3 separate regions of the Sus scrofa genome follow, and all the other regions are linked to region 2. The links are chromatin contacts, called in public HiChIP or PLAC-seq maps. All regions are on one chromosome and are shown on one strand. Each heading gives the region's core, a stretch centred on a gene start, on an enhancer-like site or on the middle of the called end of the contact. The rest is flanking DNA. Distances are from core to core; before and after follow the strand shown.

Region 1 (4,478 bases), core at 247-2,746, 340 kb after region 2:
GTGTAGCCCCAGATCCAATTAAGTGACCAATTTTTAATTCATTCCATGTGAATTTTATTGATAATCTGTTAGGGCCATAGTTATGCTGTGTAAACTGGATGATATGAAACGCATAATCTACTAGAACACAAACAGCTAGCATTTATTTCCAATTTTATGGTTTAGGGATGGTTTCCATGTATGTATGTGTCATGTCTTCTGGAATTCATATCAATGACTTTGAGTTGACATTCAAATATGTGGCAGATAAGAAATATCAAAAGGAGTTTCTGTTGTGACTCAGCAGGTTACGAATCCAACCAGTATCCATGAGGATGTGGGTTCCATCCCTGGCCTGGCTCAGTGGGTTAAGGATCCAGCCTTGCCATAAGCTGTGGTGTATGTCACTGACATGGCTTGGATCCTGCATTGCTATTGCTGCAGCTATGTGGCTATGGTGTAGGTCAGTAGCTGCAACTCCAACTCCAATTCAACACCTAGTCTAGGAGCTTCCATATTGTAGGTGAAGCCCAAAAAAGCAAAAAAAAAAAAAAAAAAAAAAAAAAAAGGTGTCAAGAGAGGTCTCCTTCTAACACTTTGCTGTGGCCAACACAGGCCAGAGACCAATCATCAGCACTGCTGCATCCCCAGAGATAGAGACATTCTATTTTCTTCATTCAACCATAGGTGATCCCTCAGTACATCTGTAATATATCTCAACTGCTCAAGTTCAAGTCAAAGTTTTCTTTCTCTAGAAAGTCTTTCTAGATTTCTCCCTCTCCAGCTAAAAATATCTTCCTTTTTTTGAATACCTACAGTGCTTTTGCTATACCTCTTCTATCACATTTTTATTATATTAAAAGCAATTTTATTACATTTTCCTTCCTGTTCATACCTTATATTCTCTACTACTCTGTGAATACCTACTCTAGATCCATTGAACCAGAGTCTGAGGGGTAATTATGATTCGTTTCTGCTGAGACACAACAGGAACTCCCCATTTTTATGTTTTTATAAATTTGACCACTTCTCTCTGAGGCAAATTTCATTTATGGACAGATAATTGTTGCTAGCAAGGAGCAAGCACAGGACATTTCTAAAGACTTCATTGGCTCTACCATGCATGGGTTAAGAGACCTCCAGCAGAGGAAATTTCATGGGTCATTTCCCAGTAACATGTGACAAACTGCAATCCTAAGAGAAGCCTCAGGTTAATGAGGCAAGCAGATGCACAGGCCAGACCTCAAGACACTGTGGGCAGGAGATTAGGCTTTACAGTAGCACCGATGACTGAAGAATTCTGATTTATTTTCACTCTCTCTACAACTTGTATGTATTTTGGATCCCAAACTGCATTTATCATATGTTAGACCTTGTTGAAATATCAAGGAGTAAGAAAATCAATTGTAGTATCTCTAAGCAAAAACTGACATTGGTTAGAGGTGTACTGTGTTTGCAAAGAGAGCTACAATAGTCTCTTTACAATGTTACTTTGCTCTTCCTCCCACAAAGAAGAGGAATTTACTTAGTCACCCTTTGAATCTAGCTGGCCTCATGACTTTGACTGATACAAGAATACAGCAGCCATATATTTTGCAACTTCTTTTTTTTTTTTTTTTTTTTTTTGTCTTTTTGCCTTTTCTAAGACCGCTCCCTCGGCATATGGAGGTTCCCAGGCTAGAGGTCTAATTGGAGCTGTAGCCACCGGCCTATGCCATAGCCATAGCAATGCGGGATCCGAGCTGCGTCTGCAGTCTACACCATAGCTCACAGCAATGCTGGATTGTTAACCCACTGAGCATGGCCGGGGATCGAACCCATGACCTCATGGTTCCTAGTCAGATTTGTTAACCACTGAGCCACAACAGGAACTCCAATGTTTTGCAACTTCTGAGTCTAGGCCTTGGGAAACCTCACAGCTTCTGCTTTTGCCCTCTCTCTCTTTGTATAAAACTCAACTCTATGTGAAAAAGCCTGAGCTAACCTGCTAAACAATGCAGGCACACAGCCTTGCTATAAGCCAGCAGCAATCAGCTCCAAGCAGACTTGCCAATTGACTGGAATTGCATGAGTGTATCCAGGCAAGGTCATCAGAATGACCACACAGCTAAACCCAGCCCGAATCACTGACCACGAGAATTGTGAGCTAATGACTGTTTGAGGTCACTAAGGTTTTGAACGGGCTTATTACATAGCATAGACTAAAGGATACGTATAATGCATAACACTGAAAGAAATAGTAGCCCTTATTTTAGTGAAGATATCTGGACTGTTGACAAGCTCTCTGGGCCTTTCAAAATGGGTCTGAAGAGTTCCCATTGTGGCTCAGCAGATTATGAACCTGACTAGCATCCATGAGGATGCAGGTTCCATCCTTGACCTCACTCAGTGGGTTAAGGATCATGCATTGCCACAAGCTGCAGTGTAGGTCACAGAGGTGGCTGGGATCTGGCGTCGCTGTGGCTGTGGCGTAACCCTAGCCTGGGAACTTCCATATGCCACAGGTGTGGCTCTAAAAAGTAAAAAATTAAAAATGGAAATAAAATAAAATAAAATAAAATGGGTCTGAAATGAAAGTGTCCATTTTAGACTGTGGGCACAAGCTCACCACAGAGAAAAATAATGTAACGGATGGTTCTGAGGAACAGATTTTTAACTGCAGAGGCGCTGGCTTTTTGTGAGGATGAAGTAACTACATACTCAGGATTTACAAAGACTTGGCTTTTCAAAATAATTCATAATGATTTTTACATTTTGAGTCCAGTTCATAGTTTACCAACTACTTTCAGCATCTTTTGTGGTTTGTAATAAAAAGATTCTTTAGTGCTGACTAGAGTCATAAATTCAGGGGTTTTCAAACTTGGTATCACAGACTTAGAAATGACCTGGGGGCCGTCACTCCAACCTTCCCTTTTAACAATGTTTAAATAGGGAAGACCCAATTAAGATATATTTTGAAGGAAGGATTCAGTCCCTACAAATGAGTGCAATGACACTTACATAGCTCATACAGTTCACTCTCAGACAGGAACTAAAGTGAGTTAGTGAACTCCCACTCCCTTCCACACACACGTGAAGTCAGATTTCCAGACTTTTTTTTTTGTTGTTGTTGTTGTTGTTGTTGTTGTTGTTACTATTTCTTGGGCCGCTCCCGCGGCATATGGAGGTTCCCAGGCTAGGGGTTGAATCGGAGCTGTAGCCACCGGCCTACGCCAGAGCCACAGCAACGCGGGATCCGAGCCGCGTCTGCAACCTACACCACAGCTCACGGCAACACCGGATCGTTAACCCACTGAGCAAGGGCAGGGACCGAACCCGCAACCTCATGGTTCCTAGTCGGATTCGTTAACCACTGCGCCACGACGGGAACTCCTCCAGACTTTTTTTTTAACTGCAGAGCCTGCAACTCCATGGTTATCTCCATTTTCCACAGGTGAGAGGTCAAGGCTCAGACACTTGCTTGAGGTCAGGCAGACTGGGCAAGGGTCTAACCTGAGTTTACTGAATCTAAACCCAGACCTTTCACCTCTGCCATGTTTGGAAACTGGTGACTTAAAAGTTGAGTTAAAGCTCAACCACAGAAAAATTATACACTACATGTATATAACTGCCCACTTATGGTCACCGTAAACCAATATTCATGATTACTTTTTAGTGACTGGAAATAGCCTATGTTTTAACATTCTTGTAGAAACCCTTGCACCCAAATGTTAGAAAAGCAATGGTTTTCTTTCTTTGAGAACTCCTAGAAAAGTAATGATCTTGCCCTTGTGACCCCAGAGGTACAGGGATTAGAATCAAAAGAATCAAAAGTTGGAAGTGGCAGGAGGTAGATTGTAGCATATATATATATATAAGCTTTTTTAGGACTGCTCCCACAGCATATGGAGGTTCCCAGGCTGGGGGTCGAATCAGAGCTACAGCTGCCAGCCTACAACCACAGCCACAGCAACGTGGGATCTGAGCCGCATCTATGACCTACACCACAGTTCACGGCAACGCTGGATCCCTAACCCACTGAGCGAGGCCAGAGATCGAACCTACATCCTTATGGATCTTAGTTGGGTTCGTTAACTGCTGAGCCATGAAGGGAACTCCCTTAGCTTATATTTTTTAAAAAGCTTTTTTAAATAAAAAACCTAACCGCCATCGTATAATTAGCACTTCCTTGTCCCTAATATGTCCAGAAATACACAGATGGGACTCCAGGGCTAGTCAGGAGGCTAGGTAATCTGACATCTCAGATTCCTATAAGGAAGTGTATAGAAGTTCAGGTCCTTGGACTTAAGTGGGGTTTGCTGCTTTTATTGTTTCTCTGAAAAATCTTGTCCGCAGGGCAAAGGGCTATTGCATCTGTTCCCAGACACTGAGGAACTCTTTATTCTTTTAGAACATAAAGAACATTTGTTTTGACTAGCTAACCTGGCTACTGAAATTCCCCAGCCCTTTATATGTGCACACTACCATACCAAAGATATTTATAGTAGGGCCTTCAGGGG
Region 2 (4,252 bases), core at 646-3,145:
AAATCTGACTAGGAACCATGAGGTTGCGGGTTCGATCCCTGGCCTTGCTCAATGGGTTAAGGATCCGGCATTGCCGTGAGCTGTGGTGTAGGTCGCAGACGCGACTCGGATCCCGAGTTGCTATGGGTCTGGCGTAGGCCGGCGGCTACAGCTCTGATTAGATCCCTAGTCTGGGAACCTCCATATGCCGCGGGAGCGGCCCTAGAAATGGCAAAAAGACCAAAAAAAAAAAAAAAAGGGAAAATCCTTAGCCCCCCACCCACCTTTCCAGATTTACCAAATCTGAACCTTTGGGAGCAGGGCCTAGTGATCTGCATTTAACAAACCCTTTGCAAGCCTCACCCGAATTCTTTCCCATACTTGATTTGAAATCTGCTGGCCTGGAATTTGGATATCAGGTGCTAATGCAAGTGCTAACAATAACCAGAATGATTTAATTAAAATCCCACAACTCTGAACACATTTAAGGAGAGCTCTTTACTAATGTATTCTAACCCAGTTCCCAGGGACAGGGAAAAGACTTTTCTCTCATTTGACAGTTTCACATTCTCACCCACGGTGCCAACAGAGCAAACACAATCCACTTCACTTGTCCTCATCTGTACAAATGGCAACCACATTTACCACCCTGAAGGGGTGCTGTGACTTTCCATTTTACTAGTGTTTATAAAGTCTTCTGATAAATCAACTGTAAGTTGGCATTATTCATAGCACCCTGTTGGAGATTAATACATATTCAATTAAAAAACATTGACAACAATACAGCAATATCCACAAATTAGCATTCATTACAGCAATGTATTATTCTCACCCTACCATCACAATTTTATATAAGTAGAGTTGTTTATATCTGGAGACTGTATAGTCCCTCTCCTTAATGAGGCGTAATCTTTTCTCTACGGTATCAACATTTCCTTTAGTAAGGTTCACATTGCACTTAGCTCAGAGTTCTCACTTTTCAGAGGAACTTCCTATTTGGTAAACACTAGGATAGGAAGCAAATATCTCTTTACTGAAGAAAGTCACGATCCTGAAAAGTATCTCAGACTCCTCCATTTGTCATTCCTTCCTCTTTCCCAATGACTCTGGACTCTAGCCAACCTTCACCATGGTCATGGCCATCACCCTAATGCAGGGTCTGGTCTGCCTCAATTCATACAGTAGACTCCAAACCACCCTACCATTGCCTCTTCTGACCAAGGCCTGCTCTGTTATAGAAAATCCATCTAAATAGAGACCAGGTGGGAGTTCCCATTGTGGCTCAGTGGTAACAACCCCAACTAGTATCCATGAGGACACAGGTTCAATCCCTGACCTCACTCAGTGGGTTAAGGATCTGGTGTTGCCATGAGTGGTGGTGTAGGTTGCAGATGCTGCTCAGATCCTGCGTGGTTGTGGTGTAGGCTGGCAGCTGCAGCTCTGATTCGACCCCTAGCCTGGGAACTTCCAAATGCTGCACATGCGGTGCTAAAGAAAGAAAAAAAGAAAAGAACAATAGAATAAAATAAATAGAGACCAGGTGTTTATCCTGTCTTTCATAAGATTCTTTACTGTTCTCTTATGAGAACTAACACAGTCTCAGATTAGAAAAATCCCCAAAATGTCATCTAAACAGCTAAAGAGAAGCAATTTACATATTTGAATTGGGGGAGTGGCTGTTAGGCACTCAGGGAAAGAAGAGCTGAGACTCAGGCAGGAGCAACAGTTTAAGCAAAGGGCTGTGACACTAGGTGTCTCTATCTATATAGTTCAGGATTCAGTTTTCTCCAGGGGCACCATCTGGTAGGTGGCTAAGACTCCACTGACGGAGGAATTCACCCTCCCCTCCCCCAGCCTTCCCTGGCCTCTCTCTCAGGCACCAGAGCACATTGTGCTGTACTTGGTTTTGCTGACTGCAGTTTCCTCCTCTGCATGAGCCTTTGACATGCATAGTTGAGGTTGAGGAATCTGTGCCTAGTGGGTTTGAGGTTTCATCAAGAGGAAAAGAAGGAACTTACGTGATTTCACTAAGTAACTATTTTCACTACAAAAAATTCCCATATTTATTTTTTCCCTGTTTGAAATGGTACTAAGGAAACACATGCCAGACTGCCATGAACAGGACTGTACTTTTCAAACAGTAGCAAGGGCTAAAAATAGAAAAGCTTGATTTCCTCAAGATGTATATAACTTCCTCTCCCATTTGCTTTCCCCACCACACTGAACCAAGGCACAGCAGTGTACATGTTGGACCCTTTGTATGTTTACAACAGTATTAAAAGCATCAAAAGGGTGATAAGCCCATGTATAATCCATACTCCATAGATGTTTCCAGAGAATTCTTATGGCCAAAACAAGGAATGAATCAAAAATCCACAACTATCAACCACATATCCCTTAATGAGGTTAAAGACTATGGGTGATGGAGGAATGTGAGCTGTAATCCAGCCTTCAAACAGTTTCTAAAAGGGGAATAAACAAGAGGATAATTGAAAACATTCAAACCTGTAAGTCCAGAAACCTCCATCTGGGGTTGAGGCCAGCTCTCCTACCAAATGTGTCATCTGGGGCAGCTGACTTAAGAAATCTAGGTATCCATTTCTGCATCACAGGAAAGATGAGCTGGATTATGAGCCTTTAAAAGGTGAGGCTCTACAATTCGTGATGTTAAGTGATTTCTATAGGTCTCCCCTATGGCATATTTTGATTCTGGCTTTATGATATATAGTTTGTAGTTACATAGCATAATTAAATCAGTCCCAAAAAAGGCATATATTCAGTGGCAGGAAAATGAAACGTAATTAACTGATTTATACATTAACTAATACATTGTAGCCTTTACTATGAACCAGATACTACTGGATACTCTAAATTCTTTACCTTAATTAATCTTCAAAATGACTTTCTAAGCTATTGTTCCCATTTTTCATGTGAAGATGGAACACAACTGATAAGTAATAGAGTAGGGCTTCCTGGCACTATACCAAACCACCCTGTCAATAGGGTCTGGAAGCAAAGAAGGGAGAGATCAGGATGAGCTGGTGGTATTAGAGGGTATGGATCAAGCTTTAAAAAAATGGGGAGTATTTCTCATCAGCTGAGAGATGAGGATGCTTCAGGGAGCAAGAAACACACAAGGGAAATTAACTCGGCATGAGAAGTTGACAATGAGGACATTGGTCTCACAAAAGAGAAGACAGAAAGAGCACAGTGGGAGGTGAAGTGTGTTTAAAGGTCTTGGAGTACTCTGAAAATCAACCAAGAGGGGAAATTTAATGTAGCAGTCAGCAAAAAGCCATAGGATGAAAATAAAAATTTTTGAAGACTAATTGGGTTAGCGAAGTACAGCTGAAGGAGGGGAGGGACCCATAAAGCAATGAGTTCTATTGTGAGATGGAGAAGGAATGAGATAGGATATCATACTGGGAAATGAAGAGACTAGAACAAACCTGAAACTCATTTTGAACAAATACATACAGATAGATAGATGACAGATAAATAGACAGACAGACAGATAGACAGATAGACAGCTCAGATGTTGGTGATAGATAATATTTTAAAAGTAAGACATATTAATAATGACCACAGATTTTAGAATTTAAGAGACAATGAAATACCTCTAATAGAATGAAAGTTTTGGGGGAAGAGGATGAGTAGAATTTGTGGACATGTTGAATGCAAAGAAGGTGAAGGTCTTCCCTGTGGAAAGATTTTCTATGAATAAATGGCACAAACATTGTCAAAGGAAGACATAGTGCCAAGAATCATAACTAACCAGTTCAAGCCATTGAGTAGACAGGGATCGAAGTTGACTCTATGAAAGTTGGGACTTCTACAGAGAGAAGACAGAAGGTCAAAAGGGAGAAGACTGAGTGGCTACCTAAAAAATTAGGGACAGAAAAAAAGAACAGGGTTCTGAGAGAACAGTTTCAGATCTAGCAGAGGAAACGTGGAAGTTCATTTTTAGTGAAAATTGGTGGAAGAAGGAGGTTCAAACCATTAAAAGTGTTTCCTGCCTAACAGAGGTAGAAGAACTTGTCAGAAAAAGGGCAGTCATTGGAGAATCAGGGGAGGTGGCAGAAACATGCAAGAACCATTTCAACAGAGTTGAAATGACTTAAGTTCATGATAATCTGGGGTTTAAATCCCAGTTTAGGGAAAGAAACAGGGTGGGAGAAGGAAAGGGCGAAAATTTCACTGACAGAATCTATAATAACAGAATTACTTCTTGGTAGTAGTCACCAGGCCCCAAACTGGTTTCTATCTCCACTGG
Region 3 (4,855 bases), core at 737-3,236, 350 kb after region 2:
CCTTAGACTGGTTACCCTTCAGATACACGGAAACCCAGAATTATCTATCTCCCCCCGCCCCAGCTTATTACTCCCAGTTATTTCAGGAGTTCTTCATTTCACGCCTTTTCCCAAACCTGTCCTCACTTTGGTCTCCTTCTCTTAACATCTGGCTCAACTGCCTGTGCCCTGATGTCTTCTTCTTTGAGTCCTCCCGCTCACGCATGCCTGGGGCCTTCCTCCAAGGCATTTTCCCTGATCCCCCTCAGAAACAACCACTCCTTCATTCAGACTCCAGGCATCTTCTACCATCTACCGTCTTCATTTTCCTCCTTGTTTACATAGCTGTGACTATATATTGAAAGGAAAAGTTACACTTTCTTCTCACTAACCTCTGTTGTGGGGAATGTTGAAGTTATCATTCACCTTCAACTTGAAGAGTATGTGACTTTCTCTACCTATTGGCCTTGGCTAATTATGCTACTTAGTATTTACTTCCATGGTAGGTGTGTTGGAAAAAGAGCACCATTCTTTGACTTACTGCTAGAAGAAAATTATGCGGGTTGGCTGCCATTGTGTGAGAGGTCACATGCTGTCCTAAGCACAAAAGAGAAGACATGGGTCTCAGCAGATGGACAGCCTTGGGTCTACTGCTTAATCTTTTTCTGACTCATTTTGTTTCCACTCTAAGATGTGAATAATAATATCCCTAAGATAGGGTTGTCTGGAGGATCAGATGAGGTGCTACGTGACAGCGACTGGCTTATAGGAGCTCTTCCATAAAGTTAAGATGAAACCAAGTAGAGTAGAATTGCAATTCAATATGACCCCTTAAGTTAAAGAAGTTGGCATGAATGTGCAGGATTATGCTTAATTGAGGGAAAATGAGTTCTCTGACAGAAGAAGAGTAAACAACTATTATACAAGAAGGGGGATGACTGCTTTTGCTCAAAATAAATATGAGTGCTCTACAAATATCAGGAGGTATTATGCAAAGAAAGTAAAAATTAGGAATTAGCATAAGCTAAATATTATCTAGTGATACATCATTATCAAAATTCCATAGGCCTGGTTGACAGTTCTTTGTCTCAACACTAATTGTATAACCTTGAGCAAGACCATATAGAACCACAATCTTCTCATGTGCAGAATTTAGATATTTTGAAGAAATGATCTATAAGATCTCATCCAGGTCTAAACCACTCAGACTCAAGCATTTTTAACACAATGTGAAAACTCTTACGGGGGAGTCCCACTGTAGTGTAGTGGGTTAAGAATCTGACTGCAGTGGCTCGGATTGCTGTGGAGGTGTGGGTTTGATCCCTGGCCCAGCACAATGTGTTAAAGAATCTGGTATTGTTGCAGCTGCAGTGTAGGTTGCAGCTTTGGCTTGGATTCAATCCCTGGCCTGGGAACTTCCATATGCCGCAGGTGCAGCCATAAAACAACAACAGCAACAACAAAACACTCTTATGGGAGTTTGTCCTGTGGGATTATGTCCAATATGTCCTTCATCAAAATACCCAGGAAAATAATGTGATGCAGGAGTGGTATTCAGAGACCTGGGTTCTAGTCCTGGCAAATGTCACACACACACACACACACACACACACACACACACACACACACACCCCACTGCATTTATGTGCAATGAACACTGAGAAGTCCTATAGAAGAGCTATCTCAATACCAGCCATGAGGTATCAGAAAGGATATTACTATAAAGGTGGGGGTATGGGGGAAATGCAAATAAATTTTTTCCCTTCCCACTGAAGGCAGAGCCAAAGAAAACACACTTGAATTACATAAGGGAAGTCTTTCCAACTATCTGGGTGTGTAACCCAGAAACAGTTACCAAAGAGAGCTTGGGAAATCGATCTTTAAGAAGAGCAGAGCAAAGGGTTTAAGCAAATGGCTTTATGAAGGTTTTCCAGGTCCACTGGCTCTCAGGCACATCTCCATGTGAGGTTGGCTGTCAGGCACTTCCCGGCTTTGTATCCTGGCCTGGTGCAAGTTCTCTTCACTTTCACTTAGTGTTACTAGGGAGTGTGACTCAGAGCCAGATGGGGTGAGCTGGATTCCTAGTTGCTCAACATTTCATTATAAGCAGTTAGATGACACTGTGTGCGGTGCTAATGTGCCTCACAATGAGTTTTATGAGCTGTTCCTTGCAAGTATTTTGAAGCACATTTGCTGTCTCCTCCCCCCCCTTTTTTTTCAAGATGGAAATGCTGACAATCAGAGAGATAGAGGAGGACAAAATCAAAGATGGCACTGAATCACATAACTTCACAAGCCTGAGCCCTTAACTTGATCTTTGGCTATCCATGTTACCTCATAAGTCCTATTAAGTACTCATAGGAACTTACTTAACAAATAGGAAAAATGGAGCATGAGGGTGTGAAGGGCAGGAAAATGAATACCATCAGAGAATTTCACTATGCATAGCCCAGAGGTAGAAAGAGAATAAAGAAAGGCCAGCCAAATTCTGTAAGTCTCTGATGTCACTGGAATCATTGCAATGGAGGTAAACACGGTCTTCGGCCTGTGCCAGAGGTTGTGACTGGGTGCCAGGGACCAAGGGTAGTATGTCCAGTATGTCCTTCCTTGAAAAACCCAGGAAAATAATGTGATGGAGGAGTGGTATTCAGAGACTTGGGTTCTAGTCTTGGCAATGCCATGAACTTCTATGGACACCTGGGCAAGTCTCTTCCTGACCCTGATCCTTCTCTGTGCTGAGGCAAACCTGAGAGGCTGGGGAGCAGGAGCTGTGGTCAGTTCATTGGTGAATGGCCTCTTTCTTCTCTGGTGGCATTACTGTGGGCTTGTGGATGATTCTGGGGCCATGTGATGTTGTAAGATGAGTCTCACGGCCTCTGGAGGACCAGAAATATTAGATCATCCAGTATTATCAGACCCCAGCCAGCACCACCATGGCATGGCAGTGGGTATTCAACAAGTGTCTGTCACAGGAATACGTTAGGCTCAGCTGTGGGCAACAAAGACTTGAAAATCAGTGGTTTGTATAAGATAGAAATTTATTTCTCTTCCACTGTGTGTCTATGTCCCGATCTCTGGAACCTGTGAATATCTTAGGTTATGTGGCAAAGGGGAATTGAGGAGGCAGTTGAAATCAAAGTCGCTAATAAACTGACCTTAATCATCCTGGATTATTCAGGTAGGTCCTATGCTATCCCCAAAATACTTTATAGTGGAAGAGGAAATCGTAAGAGAGAACCAAAGTGATGGCAGTATGAGAAGGATACGCCTGATATTGCTGCTTTGAAGACAGAATGAGAGGCCATGATCCAAGGAGTGTGGGGAGCTTCTAGAATCTGGAAAAGACTAGGAGGCACAACTACCATACATCCTGCTGACACCTAGATCTTGCCCATTAAGACCCCTGTCAGACTCTGGTCTATAGAATACCATGGTTAAAAAAAAAAAAAGTGTCATTTTAAGCTAGTAACTTTGGAGTGATTTGTCCGAGCAACAATCGGAAACCAAGGCAATCACTTGAAATACATTTGAGGTAGGCAGCTGGGATAGGGAGTTAGTGTCCCACGGATCAGGGACCCAGACTCCTTTTCTCTTGTCACCCTAATGTGAGGACTTCCATTCTTAAGGCCACCTCAGGGAAGAAGATAGCTGCTGGAGCTCCAACCATTACATTTGTAGTCTGAGGAGAAGATGAGGAGAGGAGATGTTCTCCCTCTAAGGAGAGTTTCTGGCAGACATATATACATCTGCTGACTTTTCACTGACTAGGACTTAGTCATCTGGACACTCATGCAGCAGGATAGGCTGGGAAATCCAGCTGACTGATTCTGTGGCCAGTCAAAAACCAGGGCAATTACTGAAAGGAGAGACTAGATGTTGGGAGGCAATGAACAGACTCTGGCATAATAATGACAGTCTTTCCTTTTCTCTCTTAGATTTTTAAGAAAACAAGTTCTACTCTCAAAACTTGCTCTTGATGCACAGTGAGAAAGCATGGAGACTCTCAGAGTGTCAGTTCCTTGTCTTCTCACCCTTTCCTTCTGGCCTCACACATGCTGTCAGCCTTCCTCTCCTCTTAGCTGCCTTTCAGAACCTGTCACCCTCCACCTTGATTGCCTGTTTTTGTTCAGGCAGAGGGTCATCACCTCTCATCTGGATTCTTTCGGAAGCATTTGGCATTTTGTTGAGGGGGATGGAAGTAGATGTAATTACCCCCAACCTCCCCCACCCGAGGATAGGGAAGTGCAGGAAGGTCAGGTGACTTGCCCAGGATCCCAGCTGGTGGTTGGCAGTGGAGCAATGTCGAAAGGTGCTTGGCTGGGTGTTGGCTGCCTAACTGCACCAGAGTCCTTTTCCATTGCTAATCAGATCTCTGGGTGGGAAGTGAATTTACTGATCATATTCCGGGATAGGTTTTAAAACTTATCCAAAATTGTGGCAGTGTATAATCTCTTATCAGTTATGCAGAGATCTAAGCACAGAGTAGAAGTGGGAGAAGAAGAGATAGAAAGCAAGGATAGGTGTCAGCTGTAGGGTGGGCTTCCTCATTCTCAGAATCTGTGTCGACAGACTGGTATTCCCCCAGATGGAATTTCTCCATCGGTTCACTGCCCCACCCCGCCCACGTCACCAAGTCTGTGTCTCCAGGCTAAAAGCATTGGGATTATCTTTTATTCCTCCCTCTCTTTCCAGCCATTTTACCTGATCATCATCTAGTTATTGCTAAATCCTATGGGTTATAAGTCGTCTCTGTATCTCTCCCCTCCTGCGCCATGGACGTGTGACACATTCAGTGAGCAGAGGACAGACAAACCAACTAGATGCTATGCAGGAGCCTGTGTTACAAATTGAGGAAACATTGTTTTCTTCTGTTGCC

Evidence for each region. HiChIP or PLAC-seq counts read pairs in DNA pulled down with a chosen protein or histone mark.
Region 1: an H3K27ac HiChIP or PLAC-seq map of alveolar macrophages shows a contact between it and region 2. The contact joins two enhancer-like sites. A contact is called at or near these places in 1 of 47 Hi-C or Micro-C datasets (embryonic fibroblasts) and 1 of 2 datasets of contacts at active chromatin or transcription factors (alveolar macrophages).
Region 3: an H3K27ac HiChIP or PLAC-seq map of alveolar macrophages shows a contact between it and region 2. The contact joins two enhancer-like sites. A contact is called at or near these places in 1 of 47 Hi-C or Micro-C datasets (embryonic fibroblasts) and 1 of 2 datasets of contacts at active chromatin or transcription factors (alveolar macrophages).

Annotation. Positions count from the first base shown.
Region 1 is chr13:125,758,724-125,763,201 of Sscrofa11.1, reverse strand. No RefSeq gene overlaps it. Among named protein-coding and RNA genes, the nearest start is that of LPP, 21 kb to the left of the region's middle. Within about 2 kb of position 1,496, at least 9 of the 83 cell types and tissues checked have an H3K27ac peak or open chromatin away from gene starts, as enhancers often do. A contact at or near this core is called in alveolar macrophages, where this site is marked.
Region 2 is chr13:126,096,009-126,100,260 of Sscrofa11.1, reverse strand. All of the region lies in intron 4 of LPP (lipoma-preferred partner), which reads right to left. Among named protein-coding and RNA genes, the nearest start is that of MIR28, 180 kb to the left of the region's middle. Within about 2 kb of position 1,895, at least 18 of the 83 cell types and tissues checked have an H3K27ac peak or open chromatin away from gene starts, as enhancers often do. A contact at or near this core is called in alveolar macrophages and embryonic fibroblasts, where this site is marked.
Region 3 is chr13:125,741,987-125,746,841 of Sscrofa11.1, reverse strand. No RefSeq gene overlaps it. Among named protein-coding and RNA genes, the nearest start is that of LPP, 38 kb to the left of the region's middle. Within about 2 kb of position 1,986, at least 11 of the 83 cell types and tissues checked have an H3K27ac peak or open chromatin away from gene starts, as enhancers often do. A contact at or near this core is called in alveolar macrophages and embryonic fibroblasts, where this site is marked.